Linked DNA regions of Sus scrofa: all the other regions are linked to region 3. The links are chromatin contacts, called in public Hi-C and HiChIP or PLAC-seq maps. All regions are on one chromosome and are shown on one strand. Each heading gives the region's core, a stretch centred on a gene start, on an enhancer-like site or on the middle of the called end of the contact. The rest is flanking DNA. Distances are from core to core; before and after follow the strand shown.

The links. A called contact is a pair of places that touch in the nucleus more often than the background predicts. HiChIP or PLAC-seq counts read pairs in DNA pulled down with a chosen protein or histone mark.
Region 1: a contact with region 3 is called in a Hi-C map of embryonic fibroblasts, with 4 times the contacts expected there. The contact joins the enhancer-like site here to the promoter of SPRY2 in region 3. A contact is called at or near these places in 6 of 47 Hi-C or Micro-C datasets (brain, embryonic fibroblasts, fetal heart ventricle and 2 more) and 1 of 2 datasets of contacts at active chromatin or transcription factors (skeletal muscle).
Region 2: a contact with region 3 is called in an H3K27ac HiChIP or PLAC-seq map of skeletal muscle, with 9 times the contacts expected there. The contact joins the enhancer-like site here to the promoter of SPRY2 in region 3. A contact is called at or near these places in 3 of 5 promoter capture datasets (fetal liver, fetal skeletal muscle and liver), 14 of 47 Hi-C or Micro-C datasets (embryonic fibroblasts, epiblast stem cells, fetal heart ventricle and 8 more) and 2 of 2 datasets of contacts at active chromatin or transcription factors (alveolar macrophages and skeletal muscle).
Region 4: a Hi-C map of embryonic fibroblasts shows a contact between it and region 3, with 3 times the contacts expected there. The contact joins the enhancer-like site here to the promoter of SPRY2 in region 3. A contact is called at or near these places in 2 of 5 promoter capture datasets (fetal skeletal muscle and liver), 4 of 47 Hi-C or Micro-C datasets (embryonic fibroblasts, heart right ventricle and liver) and 1 of 2 datasets of contacts at active chromatin or transcription factors (skeletal muscle).

The regions. Positions count from the first base shown.
Region 1 is chr11:52,600,201-52,603,394 of Sscrofa11.1, reverse strand. All of the region lies in intron 2 of LOC110255835 (a long non-coding RNA gene), which reads left to right. Among named protein-coding and RNA genes, the nearest start is that of SPRY2, 440 kb to the right of the region's middle. Within about 2 kb of position 1,849, at least 4 of the 83 cell types and tissues checked have an H3K27ac peak or open chromatin away from gene starts, as enhancers often do. A contact at or near this core is called in embryonic fibroblasts, where this site is marked.
Region 2 is chr11:51,746,109-51,749,304 of Sscrofa11.1, reverse strand. No RefSeq gene overlaps it. Among named protein-coding and RNA genes, the nearest start is that of NDFIP2, 250 kb to the right of the region's middle. Within about 2 kb of position 1,909, at least 27 of the 83 cell types and tissues checked have an H3K27ac peak or open chromatin away from gene starts, as enhancers often do. A contact at or near this core is called in epiblast stem cells, fetal skeletal muscle and skeletal muscle, where this site is marked.
Region 3 is chr11:52,157,417-52,160,213 of Sscrofa11.1, reverse strand. It overlaps SPRY2 (protein sprouty homolog 2), which reads left to right and starts at 1,448. Exons shown (of 2, transcript XM_001927097.5): 1 at 1,448-1,953.
Region 4 is chr11:51,788,208-51,791,088 of Sscrofa11.1, reverse strand. No RefSeq gene overlaps it. Among named protein-coding and RNA genes, the nearest start is that of NDFIP2, 300 kb to the right of the region's middle. Within about 2 kb of position 1,423, at least 11 of the 83 cell types and tissues checked have an H3K27ac peak or open chromatin away from gene starts, as enhancers often do.

The sequences.
Region 1 (3,194 bases), core at 600-3,099, 440 kb before region 3:
GTAGATAGATCTTTGAAGAGTAAAGTATAATGAGAATATTAAGTGAGATAAAATCTCTTAACAGCACTCAGCACAATGCTGAATTTCCAGAGTGTAAAATATACATTAGCTATTGTCCTTACTCTAACTTAGAGCTTGTATATAATTTAAAGAGGAAGAGAAAACTAGAAGAAGCTATACACAAATAATTTTACACATACATATTTAACATCATATTTTTCATTTTATTTCCTCTTGCTGATAGTCTCAGATTTGAAATTATAAAAACAAAAGAGAGGCAGCCTCTATGGTGAGCCTTGTTTTAGGAATTCCTTACCTAATTTCATTTGGCAGAATTAATTCTACTCCTATACAGAGCTACCCAGAGGCTATCCCTCTCTTTCTAGGCTTTCTTAAATGATGGGTTTCCTTGGAGAAGGGGTATGAGACAGTTATTGGGAGGTTACCTCAACAGTTGAGCCGTTTAATAAAAGCGCATACAATTTTCAACTGTTCATGCATAGTTTAATTTTACAAATGCATAGGAACTTCACTCCCAAACTGACTGACTCATTTAAATATAATTCACAAAACTTTATTGAATAGTATTTTTTGAAGCAATAGCAATTATGTATCCAGTTAGCCTCCATTCATTTCTGAACTCAAGTAGAATAATTCATGCTATAAATGACAAAGAGAGGCACGTATAATTTACAACATAGCGCAGTAAGTCACTCACTCTGAAATGAAAGGTATGGTAGTTTCTAGCAAACTTTTTTTCTTTTTTGCTAGAAACATTTTTAGCACATATCTAATCAATTTGAATTTCCTACTCATAGCACTTTGCTAGCATTCATTAAAACAGTGAACCTCATTTGGGCTCTATAGTTTATTTTCTAGGTATGCTGTGGTCTCTGTTTTAGAAAAGAATTGTAATTTTCATTCTTAATCGTGAATGTATAATTGACTACAGGAGGCTGTTGCCAGTCCAGAGAACTCTATAAGCTATAACAGAGACAGGGCCAACTTACTAACCCCTGTGAGCACTTACAATTGTTGGCAAGATCTAATCTGTACAATCATATATTCATTTGCCGAACTATATTTTTGATGCGCTTAGACTCATCTGAAAAACAGGTTGGTTGTTTTTTGCTAATGATGTTCTTTATAGCTTCTACCCAAATGGAATAATGATCATAAAACAAAAGCAAAAATCAATCTGCCTTTATCCAATCATTGCTTGGAAATAATATTCCTAGAACACAATAGATGTTTACTTATTCCTCAAATAAATGGGGTAAAGTAGATTTTCCTATAATCAATGTCCTTAGGGTTATAACAGGAATTCAGAGCAGTGATACTCTAATGAAGTCTTTCTGGCATCCCCATTATCTAAATCCTCTTGGATGGAACCAGAAATAATGATTTTAGAACTTTAATAAAAGGATAGATTGTATAAAAACAGCCAATCCTACCGTAGATTTAAGGGCCACTCATATTATTTATTTGAATTTTCACAATAAAACCCCACTAGATAGGAAACAAGAAAGGTATGGAAACGAAGGCTTGTAAGACAAAGTAATTTCTCAAGGTTATGCTACCAGTGAGTCATATAACCGGTGAGTCACATAACTCATTCCTGAGTACTATTAAGCCTTGACCACGTATGTCATTGACTGAAGAACAAGTCTCCTCTCCCTTCTTGTGGTAAACATGTATGTATCGGTCCCTAAAAATATTTAAAATATCCACTACTTTTAAAAAGTATATTCCACATCCAAAATACCGGTTGAAAAATACAGCATCTCAAATGGCATTTTGTCTTCATCCCAGACTGTTGCTTATGACAGTGATAGAAATTCAGCACTGAGGCTCAAGACAAGATGCACCAGCCAATTAAGACGATGATGTTACTCAGGTTATTACGATAGAGAGACTTCTTTTCATGCATAAAGAGTGTCTCACAAAAGGAGGTTGAAAACCTGGGGATTTATAACACGAGACAATCACGAGTGAGGAGTCAGAGCTGGCTTTTTCTTGCTGCCTCACACAAGTGACCCCTCCTATCTCTGGTTCTTTGCATTATCATCACTGGTTTCATCTCAGGTCATTGTGACAGCAGCCGTATTGGATGTTTTCATACAAACTCTTTCTCCATGTTGACGCTGCTGGCACGCATTGCCATTGACCCTTCCCCTCAACCGTAGCCTTTCTTCTGCACTGGTTTTGTGGCCTCAAACTGAAAAGACTCCCTGTGTATTTCCAAGTAGAGAGCCTTATTCTGCTTAGTTCTATGAAAAATCTCTTTCTTTCTTCTGTTGTTCTCTATAATGTAATGGGAATGGCCTGAAAATTAAGTCTATACAAATGACTTAAGTACTTTCTATTTTACTCATGATTAGTGGAAATCTTAGTTAGACCTAATTTCTAAGGCAAATGCATATGCACAAAACAGCCACATACATATGTGTGTGTGTGTGTGTGTGTATAAATATATGTATTGGTGACAATCCTAAAACCTCTCTCAGGGATCAGAACACACACACACAAAGAAATAAATGGGTAGTATAGTTACATGGTGGATAAATAGGGCCCGCAAACAAATCATAGCATTGTAAGTATAATTTTAAGAATAAGTCACCCAATACCATATGATACTGATTTATTTTTCAATCTGGAGACTTTCTCTCATTCTGATCTAATCGTATTTGCTATTTCAGTTGCTCATGTCCCAGTAAGCATCTCTGTTCATTGTGTTGGGTAAACACAACAGATCAAGCCTGTCCTGTATCTAAATCCAGACAGATACCTACTTCACATAAATCTCTTCTCTAGAAACACAGAAGAGGGAGGTTCTTTAAAATGTCTTATTAGTCATTAATATGCAAAGTGAAATGTACTTTTTTAGCAAAGTGAAATGTACTTTTAATACCTATAATGTGATATTAAATTTTAAAAAAATACTAAACAAAGTGAGACTCTAGGAGTACTGCTCCTTGGCAAAAATAAACCTCATTTTAATCTGAAAACACAGCAATGTCAGGTGCAACGGCCCATTCTGAAACTAATTTATCCTCTTTTCCAGCTATTAAAACATCCCCCCAACTTCTCCTCCTGAAAATAATACATGACAAAGTTTCTTTCTTATCTAATTGTAAATGGAAAGTCCATTCATCACCCAGGTGTGAGAAGGCTTGGCCCTAAAGTGACAGATC
Region 2 (3,196 bases), core at 660-3,159, 410 kb after region 3:
TCATGGTTTCACAGAGCTTATTTTACATGTGTGTGTCTTAGAGTGGGGAAAGATATGGGAAGGGTTTTATAAAATAAATAAATCAACACACACATATGACAACATAAGCTACAGTAAACTCTGCGGCAACATAGAGCAGTGTAGAGGGGGAGAGTATGAGATGGTAGGGAAAGTGTTGATATTAACACTAATGGGTAACATGCATTGAGTCCTCAGTGTGCGACTGAGGCTCAGTATGTGATAGGCGTTGTTGAAGTGCTTATGTGTGTACAAACCCATATAATCCTCTCAATACCCTATGAACTAAGGACTATTAATTCACCCCTATTTAACAGACTAGTAAGTCTTAGTGAGGCATAAAAAAACTTAAGTTACTTAATCGAGGTCTGCCTTGCTGTTAGGTGGCAGAATGGGAAGCTGCTCCCAAGGCGTCTGTTTCTAGAGCCTGGGCATCTTCCTGCCCATCAGACATGAGCGTGACCCAGCACAACTGTGATGGAAAAACCAAGCCAAATGGAAATGTCTGAATGGCCCTCAGGAGGAAGTTTCTATCTCTACCGTATCGTCAAGAACATAAACTTTCAGGGGTGGTTGGTATATTTTTCTCTTTCTCTGGAACGTGAAAAGTGAAAGGAAAAAAAAAAAATGTGGAGAAGGTAGAACTGGAAAATTCAGTGTATTCAAGAGACATTTTCTGACAAGAAAGGAGTTAATTGGCAACAATTTTAAAATAAGTTTACATGCATTTTATCTAATTAACCATTTTAGAGTAACAACCTGAATCATTCAGCGTAGTTTTATGATGAGTGATAGACAAATGTAAATAAATCTAAATTATTGAAAAGAAAAAAGTATTAGTACAGGTAGTATAATAATTATGAGTCTAATGTACAGAGGATGACAGCAAAAAAATTCAGTATTCTTTGAGTGGCAGTCAACTAACCTCACTTGTAACATTAGCATCTTTTTTCATTTAGTTTCTTTCTTTAACATGAAGTGACTTCATTTTCTTTATGAATGAAAAACTGATTTTGAACCACTGCTTACCTATCCTCAAAAAATACACTTATAAGCTTGAACACAGACACTCAAGATTTGGAGACATCCAACCACTGCCTGAGACACTCTAATTGACATCTGTACTTTGAGCTCCTCTGATAAATACAGTGATAACATTTCGCAGTCAATGTAGGGGCATGGTCCTCTATAGCCTACATTTCAATGAATGGCAAATAAATTTGATTAAAATAGACATTTAAAATTACTGTAATCAATAAGAACATATGTGGAATATCCCACTTCATTTTATGAGCTGTCTTTACACAACTGAAATGACTGTTTTGTTCTTAAATATTCTACATGAAACCATCACAGTTTGATTCCTAAACCAAAGACGCTCAGAATAATCTTACATATTTATGGGACAGTTTTACAGGTTGACTTGTTTCTGAAAAATAATACGGTAGCATGAAAAGCGGACACGGATTCAGGCAGGCACATTTTTATTGTACATACGACTTCTTCCAGTGAGTGTGTATATCAAGTTTAAGGCCTCTGGTGAATGTTCTCATGTGTATAAATAGGAAGGCACATTATTGAAGAGAATAAGGTTTTTCAAACCTAAGGATTCAAGAGCCTTCAAGTCCAAAAATCATTCTGGGTTGTCAACAAGTCTAGAGTCTGATCCATGTCGGTAGCGAACCTTATATCCCATAAAGAGAGTAAATAGACGTGTGAATTCAGACCCACAGGCACGCACCGATACCCCAGCCCGATGTGGAGATAGGCAATCCTTTATGTCTGTTCTGACTTTGGCTTTTGCAGCTGCTGTTTTCTCAGTGTTGTCTCCGGGGCAGTTTCCTGTTGCCATAGCTGATGGCCTGCCCACGCCTGCCTGGGCCTTTCAAGTGTCAACACTCCCAGGCCTGCTGCAGTGGTCAAATGCTTGTTAATGAGATATAGCAGCTGGGTAGGGGAGAACCACTGAGACGGATAAAGGAATGCCTCTGGTGCAGGAAGCGATGCCTTTTGAATCTTTTCAGCGGGGTGAAAGCTTTCAAATCAAAGAGGGTATGTTGTATTCATTAATAAACCCGAGTTCCCATGCAGTCACATTAAAGCCAGCAGTTTAACTTTGCATCAGACAGGTGAATGCCCCACCCCCCACCCCCGGATTTTACCCTGAAAGACAATGAACAAGAAAACAAGGCTTTGGCTTGGAACAAAGCAGCACTTCCTCATCTGTGGGGCTGACCAGACTGTTAGACAAGCAGGGGTTGCTGCATTCTTTTTCAACTTATCCTTTTGTCCGTGTGTGTGTGTGTGTGTGTGTGTGTGTGTGTGTGTGTCACACACACGCGTGCATGTTTCAAAGCTCAGAGCAACCACTCCTGCTCCCTTCTCCGCAGTCCTTCAGCAAGAGCATTTCTTTTCTTTTCTTTTCTTTTTTTTCTCTTTCTTTTAAAACCTGACTTTCAAAAGCAGAATTAACAGCTACGTGTGAGGGAAAAGATACCCAGGCATGGATGTGGGTCGTATCACCTTTATCTCAGGAGGAAACTATCTGCCCACCCCCAGCCTCCAACCCCCATCCCAACCCGTCTATGAGATGGTTTCTCAAGGGGGCCATGGAAGTTGGCAGCATCCTAAGACAGCTTCAACAGCTGGGAGAAGCCAGAAGGGAAAGAAAAAGATACTTGAAAGCATCTAACTGGGAAAGGTCTAAAGATAGTGTTGAAGAAAATATTATTATTCTTTTAAGGGCATTGACTCAAAAATCAGACTCATAAGGAAAGCAAATAGTCCATGCTAAATAGATCAAAGATGGATCCTCTGCTTTAGGGTTGTTTGAGACCGTTCAGAATGAATGACACCAGTTTTGAAATGGGAATGTGTAACTTGAACCAGCAGAGATAGAGAAATATTCTTGCATCTCCCTTTTTTTTCAACAGTCTTATAAATCAGCTAACAATTCACCAGAGCTATCTGAACACCACAATGCAAAGGCTGTACCTATGTATTATCCTGATGGCATTTGTAACTGCAAAGAAGACTAGCTCTCCCAGGAAACAAACAGAGGGGGAGAGATGCATTCTTCAAAGTACTACAGTTTTTTAAATAGCCACAAATTGATTTTAGGCTTCAATTTTTATAAGGAGGTCTTTAGCCCATATGAGAAGAGAAACAGTAATCCCCT
Region 3 (2,797 bases), core at 199-2,698:
TCGGGGAGGGAGGGGTGTTAACTCCCCACTGATGCTCCCACGTGCAACGTTTCTTAGTAAATGAACGGCAGTAGTAGGAGTGGGTCGAGGAGGGGGGGTGTTAACTCCCCACTGGTGCTCCCACGTGCAACCTTTCTTAGTAAATGAACGGCAGTCGGCACAGTGCTGATGTATGCATTTTCTCTCTTTGTATTATAATCTATTTTTTAAGTAGGAAAGTACAGACCACCTTCAAAAAGGACAATAGGATCTTCTTCGAGAAATGATCTACGTGACAAGGAGAGTTGGCAATGAAGGATGACTCTTCTTGGTTAAGTGGAGGAGGAAAGATGCAGTAAAACAGCGGGCCCCCCTCCCATTTCAGAAGCCAGCGATGTCGCCCTTAGTAATCGCGTCTGTGTGTATGACTGAATAAACTAATTGTAAAGAGGCCTAGATTGTAGCATTTCCTTCGGCTATAGCGTCAAACAAAACAGTAAGGAAGAGCTTCAAAAAAGCCTCCATCCGTAGCTCGCTCCCTCTTCAAAAATAAAGTCTAATGTTAAACGAAAAACTACAAATCGACGTAATCAAAAGCAAATCCCGGCAAGAGCAGAAGGTACTTGAAACACGAATCTGCATTCCGTTCCTCCCGTACGCGGCTCTGAGGTGGGGGAGGCGGTTTGTGCTGGTGCCTGGTGTATAATCGGGTTAATCCAGTAGACAAAGAATAAACCAATAGCCCTCCCACCTCACTTCCCTCTCCCCTTCCCCTCCCCCTTCTTCTCTCCCCGTCGCCCCCTCGAGGGGGAACAGAAAAGGGGAGAGGTGGGCTTGCAATGGATTCCGCATAAAGTCGCAAAACCTGCAACTTGCTGTTTTTAATGCTAACGCTGCCTGGCCCGGATTCGTTTTTAAGGTTCATTCCCTTTTCCTAGTGGCGGGGAGAAAGTTCCCCAAATCAGCGGGAGCCACGGCTCGTCCTCGTGGCCTCTGGGGAAACCTTAAGGTCAGTGTTTCCTTGAAACTAGATAAACTGACCCCGCCGTGCCCAGCCCGGCCCCGCGGGCACCCCGCGTGACGGCGCCGGGGCGGTAGGACCGGCCTGGGGACGCGCGGGGCGGCGTGGTTGCCCTTTTGAATGCCTCCAGCGGCTCGGAGCGCTGGCGGGCGCTGGAGTGTGAGTGAATGTAGCCCCGCGGAGCCAATGAGCTGGGACCGGATGCGATATATCCTCTGGGACAACAACTGCTCTGTTCCGCCTCGGATCCACATGACGCCATTTACTGCTGCCGCGGCCGCCGCAGAGCTCCCTGCCTCCTCCGGAAAGGCTAGGGCGCAGGCCAACAACGAGCCCCCCCGGTCAGGCCCCAGACCCTCCGCCTCCTCCTCCTCCTCCTTCTCCTCCGCCTCCTTCGCACCCACCACCCCGCCTCGGCCTCGCCGCCGCGCCTCCACAACGCCCAGTCTGCACTGCCGAGAGCTGCGCGCCGCAGCGCGAGCGGAGGAGAGGGGCCGGCGGAGCGCGCAGCGCCCAGGCCCCCGCGCCCGCCCGGCCCGGCCCGCCGCCCCGCGTCCCCGCGCCGCCTCCGCTCCGACGCGGACGCGGCTGCAGGACTTGACCATCTGGCTTTAGGTTCTCTGTAAGGCCTCTTTTCTCATTCGTTCATCTGCCAGGAAAAGACAAGCCGTTGGCGCTTCGGCCTCCAGTTCATTGAGAAAAAAAGAGGAAATACTCCGCGTGCGCTTCCAGAAGGGGGGTCGCCTCCAGCCCCGAACCCCGCAGTGTTCATCGGCTGGGGACTTGGCTCCGGATTTCCTCTCCTTTTCTTGTCCCGCCGGTTGCTCGGAAGTTGGACGGAAGCAGAGTTTGGAAGGAAAGGGGAAAAAGTTTGCATCGGGGCTGGATTTATTTGCACATCGCAGGAAGAAGAGAATCCAACGGAGAGGGGTTGGTGCAAAGCCGAGATCACGGTGAGGCGCGTTTGGCTGGCTCTTCCCCTCCTGGCGCCGTGGCCGGCGCATTGTGGGCAACATGGAGTAGGTGCAGCCGGACCAGGAGTGGGGTCTGTCTCTCCTCCGGCCTCCCTTTTTCTAACTCCACAGGTTCCCCGCAGGGATCCCCGGAGCTGCCCGCTGATCTGGCTCGCCTGGGGCTCGGCCTGCCCCGGCGGGGGCTGCAGTGCGCGGCTGGCACGGGGTCCCTGGACCCACCGCCCTAAGCGCCCGCGCCCTGGGGGGGTTGGGGTGGCCGACTGCTCGCCGGGAGTCGGCTCCGGGCGGTGCACTGGCCGCGAATTGGGCGCTGAGAGCGGGAGGGAGAGGGAAAGCACTTTGTGTTTTCCAGGTCGCTGTTGCAGGCGCCCGCATTTCTAACCTGTTCCTCTTCGGGGAAAGCGAGTCCTGGGAGAGGCTGTCTCAGGGCAGGGACGCCGGCGGGACCGAGGGCTCGCCTCACGGGGGCAGCGAGACCCCGCGGGTGAAAAAGGGACAGGGTGCCGGGTTGGGAGGGGGTTCTCTGCGCGGTGTGGACAGAGGCGAGCAGAGGGCGGGTGGGAGCGTCGCCCAGCGTGGCGCCGCGTCTCTGCGGTTCGGAAGTGCAGCTCTCTCTTTTTTCCGTTCGCCGTGGTCTGCCTGGGTCACGCTTTTTTTATTTTTGGAAGATTGGGCTGACCCAGCAGAGGAAGAAAGTCCTAAAACAGTCGCGAGCGTTTTCCATTCCCTGAAAAGAGGTATTAAAAGAGGCTAGCTATTTTTTTTCCCCTTTCCTTTGATGAGTTGATCAACTTTGTTGTTGCTGCTATTTTTTAATTTGGAA
Region 4 (2,881 bases), core at 174-2,673, 370 kb after region 3:
AGAGAGAACATTCACATTATGACGATGATAACAGCTAACACGTACTGAGTCTTTTGGCACTGGGTATTTTTCTAAGAGGTTTGCATGTATTCGCTCACTTAGTCTTTATAATAACTCTATGAAATTGGCCATGGCTTTATTCCCATTTTTCACATAGAGAAACTAGGTCGCAGAGCAGTCAAGGTGCTCGCTCAGACAGCTGTGGCATAGGGATTTCCACTTAGCTCCCAAAGACTGAGCTTGTACTCCTGATCTCACACTGAGATTTTTGTCAAATGACAAGCAAAAATACAGACTGTTGATGACTTTCCTGATGAACCCACGTAAGGCTTTCCAGAATAAAAAATGCAGGTGGTTTCACATGGATTCTTTGTGAACCTTAGTGAAAGCAAATGCGGCTTTTAGCGATCACAACTGCTTTGGAAATCATCACAACCACATCCTCAGGATCCAGAGCTGTCACTTTGTCAGGAGCAGGAGTCAAGGTCACAGCTCCCTAGCCTCAGCATTTACATGTGTTCCATCTTTATAGTTCCACATGACATGCTTACCGACAGTCCAGCTACCCTGGCAGCTTACTGACAGGGGTTCAGAGACCATGTTTCCTTGGCTACCCTCAGCACTAATAGAACAAGGTAAATATTTAGCCTATCACTCTTTTAATTAGCTCAACTTTCTTGAGCCTCTGTTCTCTTTTAACCTTAATACCTGTGATTCTCAGCCTTAGAACATCTCCCAGATTTAAAAGAAAAAAAAAAAAATTACGAGTTCCTCTTGTGGCTCAGCGGGTTAAGGACCCAGCATTGTCTCTATGAGGGTGCAGGTTGCATCCCTGGCCTCACTCAGTGGATTAAAGGTCCAGCATTGCTGCAAGCTGCTGCAAGGATCACAGATGCAGCTGGGGTCAGGTGTTGCTGTGACTGTGGCATCGGCCTCGCCTGCAGCTCCAATCAACCTCTCACCCAGGAATGTCCATGTGCCACAGGTGTGGCCATAAAAAGAAAAAAAAATAAAAAAAAAAAATGGAGCTGAGTGTTTCTTGCCTCTTGCTTTCATCTGTAATCCTTTAGCATCTTTTCCCCATAGTGGGCCTTTCTCCATTGTCCTGGGGGCTACAGTGAACAATGTGCGTGTAGTAGGACTCCACCCTCCCACTCAAAATGCGACTGAAGGGAAGAGTTTATCGAGGCATGTGGCATGCTAGGACGTTTCAGAGAACAGAATGACGTTCTACCCAAATATCTTCCCCAAGCAGGAGAAAACAATACCGTGGGTAGTTCAGCTGCACTGACACAGTTCTCAGCAGACAGGCTGACCAGAAGGGGGTGGCCAAGCAATCAGAACACACAGACAGTGATACAGAGCCTGAGGGAGTCGGGGAAGTTGACGGCTCACAGTCCCTGGCAGAGGAGAGAATGAGAACTAAAGACATGAAATATGAGTAGATAAGGACCAAAGAAAAGAGAAGAAAGCGGGAGAAAGTGATCCCTATGGGTGGGGGTAATTAGCATGGGTCACGGGTATCTCTTAATGGTCAGCTCACTTACCCTTCCAGCTTCGACTCCCAACATTTTCCTCCCGTGACCCCGGTGTACACCTGTATCCAAATGTTGCCCCCAGCTGAGCATCCCGGGCAGCACATCAGGACAGCATGACCCTTTGTCTTTGTTCACAGTTAAGGAAGATTAAGCAAGAAGAGTGTTTGGTGCTGTGCCTAGAATACAGTAGTTATTATCATTAGTTATTTTCTCTATGCGTCAGTAATACCCAACAAGGAAAAACCCACTTTTGCTTTAAATACAGAATAGATTTACAGAGAATGGCTGGAATGGGAGAATCCGAGATTGACCTTGAAATGACCTTGAGCCATGATCCGAAGCTGACTCAGACAGCCTAGCTAAACATTGTCATCATGTTTAGTATGTATATTCCAAAAAGATGCCTCTATGAGCCACTGACGACAAACAAGTTCTTTTTCAAAACCACACATTTGATCCAGGATGTAGTTAGCACTCACTGTAGATGCAAGGACGCCTCCTTTGCCATACACCCCACCCCACTCCCGAATACATTTCCAGAGAAGATTCATTAAAACGTTCTGGGTTTGGTTGTTTTTGTTTTTTTTTTTAAAGCAAACATTTTTGAAAAAGAACTGGCGTGTGGGGAATCTAGCAACACGAGTTGTGCGTTGGACTTGACCTCTTGAATAAGGGTCCAAGAAAGAACGTGTAGCTCATGGTTTAGAGAAAAGCATTGAGCAGCGTGTTGTTCACATACTGCTACTCAAACATCAAAAGTCGTTTTTGTCCCTAGATGTTTCAGGACAAATTGAGTCCAAAAGAAATAAAGAGGGGGAATGTTTTTCCTGGCTCCCTCTCTCGTGGCTCTCAGCATCCTGGCTTGGTGGGGACAGAGTCACGTGACTGTCTTTTTGAGCTGGAGAACATGGGAATAGCCCTTTCTCAGACTGTGCTTGCAATCTGTAAATTCCAGCCAAGCCAGATTTCATTCTCCCTCTCCAAAACTGTTGCCAGGCATTAACACCGAAAGAATTACACAGCATAGACTTTTTAAAGAAATCACTGACAACTCTCTTTCATTAGCCCAACAAATTCAACTCCCAGAAATATTTTGTGTGAAACATATATAAAGACCCTCAGTTGTTTTGCATGATGTTTACGGGTCAAATTTCTTTATGCACCAAGGTAGAACATGATGAATGAAACACAACTTTTCACAATACGCCACGTTTTTTCTCATGCTTCCTCTGTGAAGGATGGTGAATGCTAAAGACCAGGGATGGGGGACCAGCAGCCAAAACAGAATTCAGGGCCATTCTCACTGACAACACGGGGGAGTTACTGAGGGAACAGCAAGATGA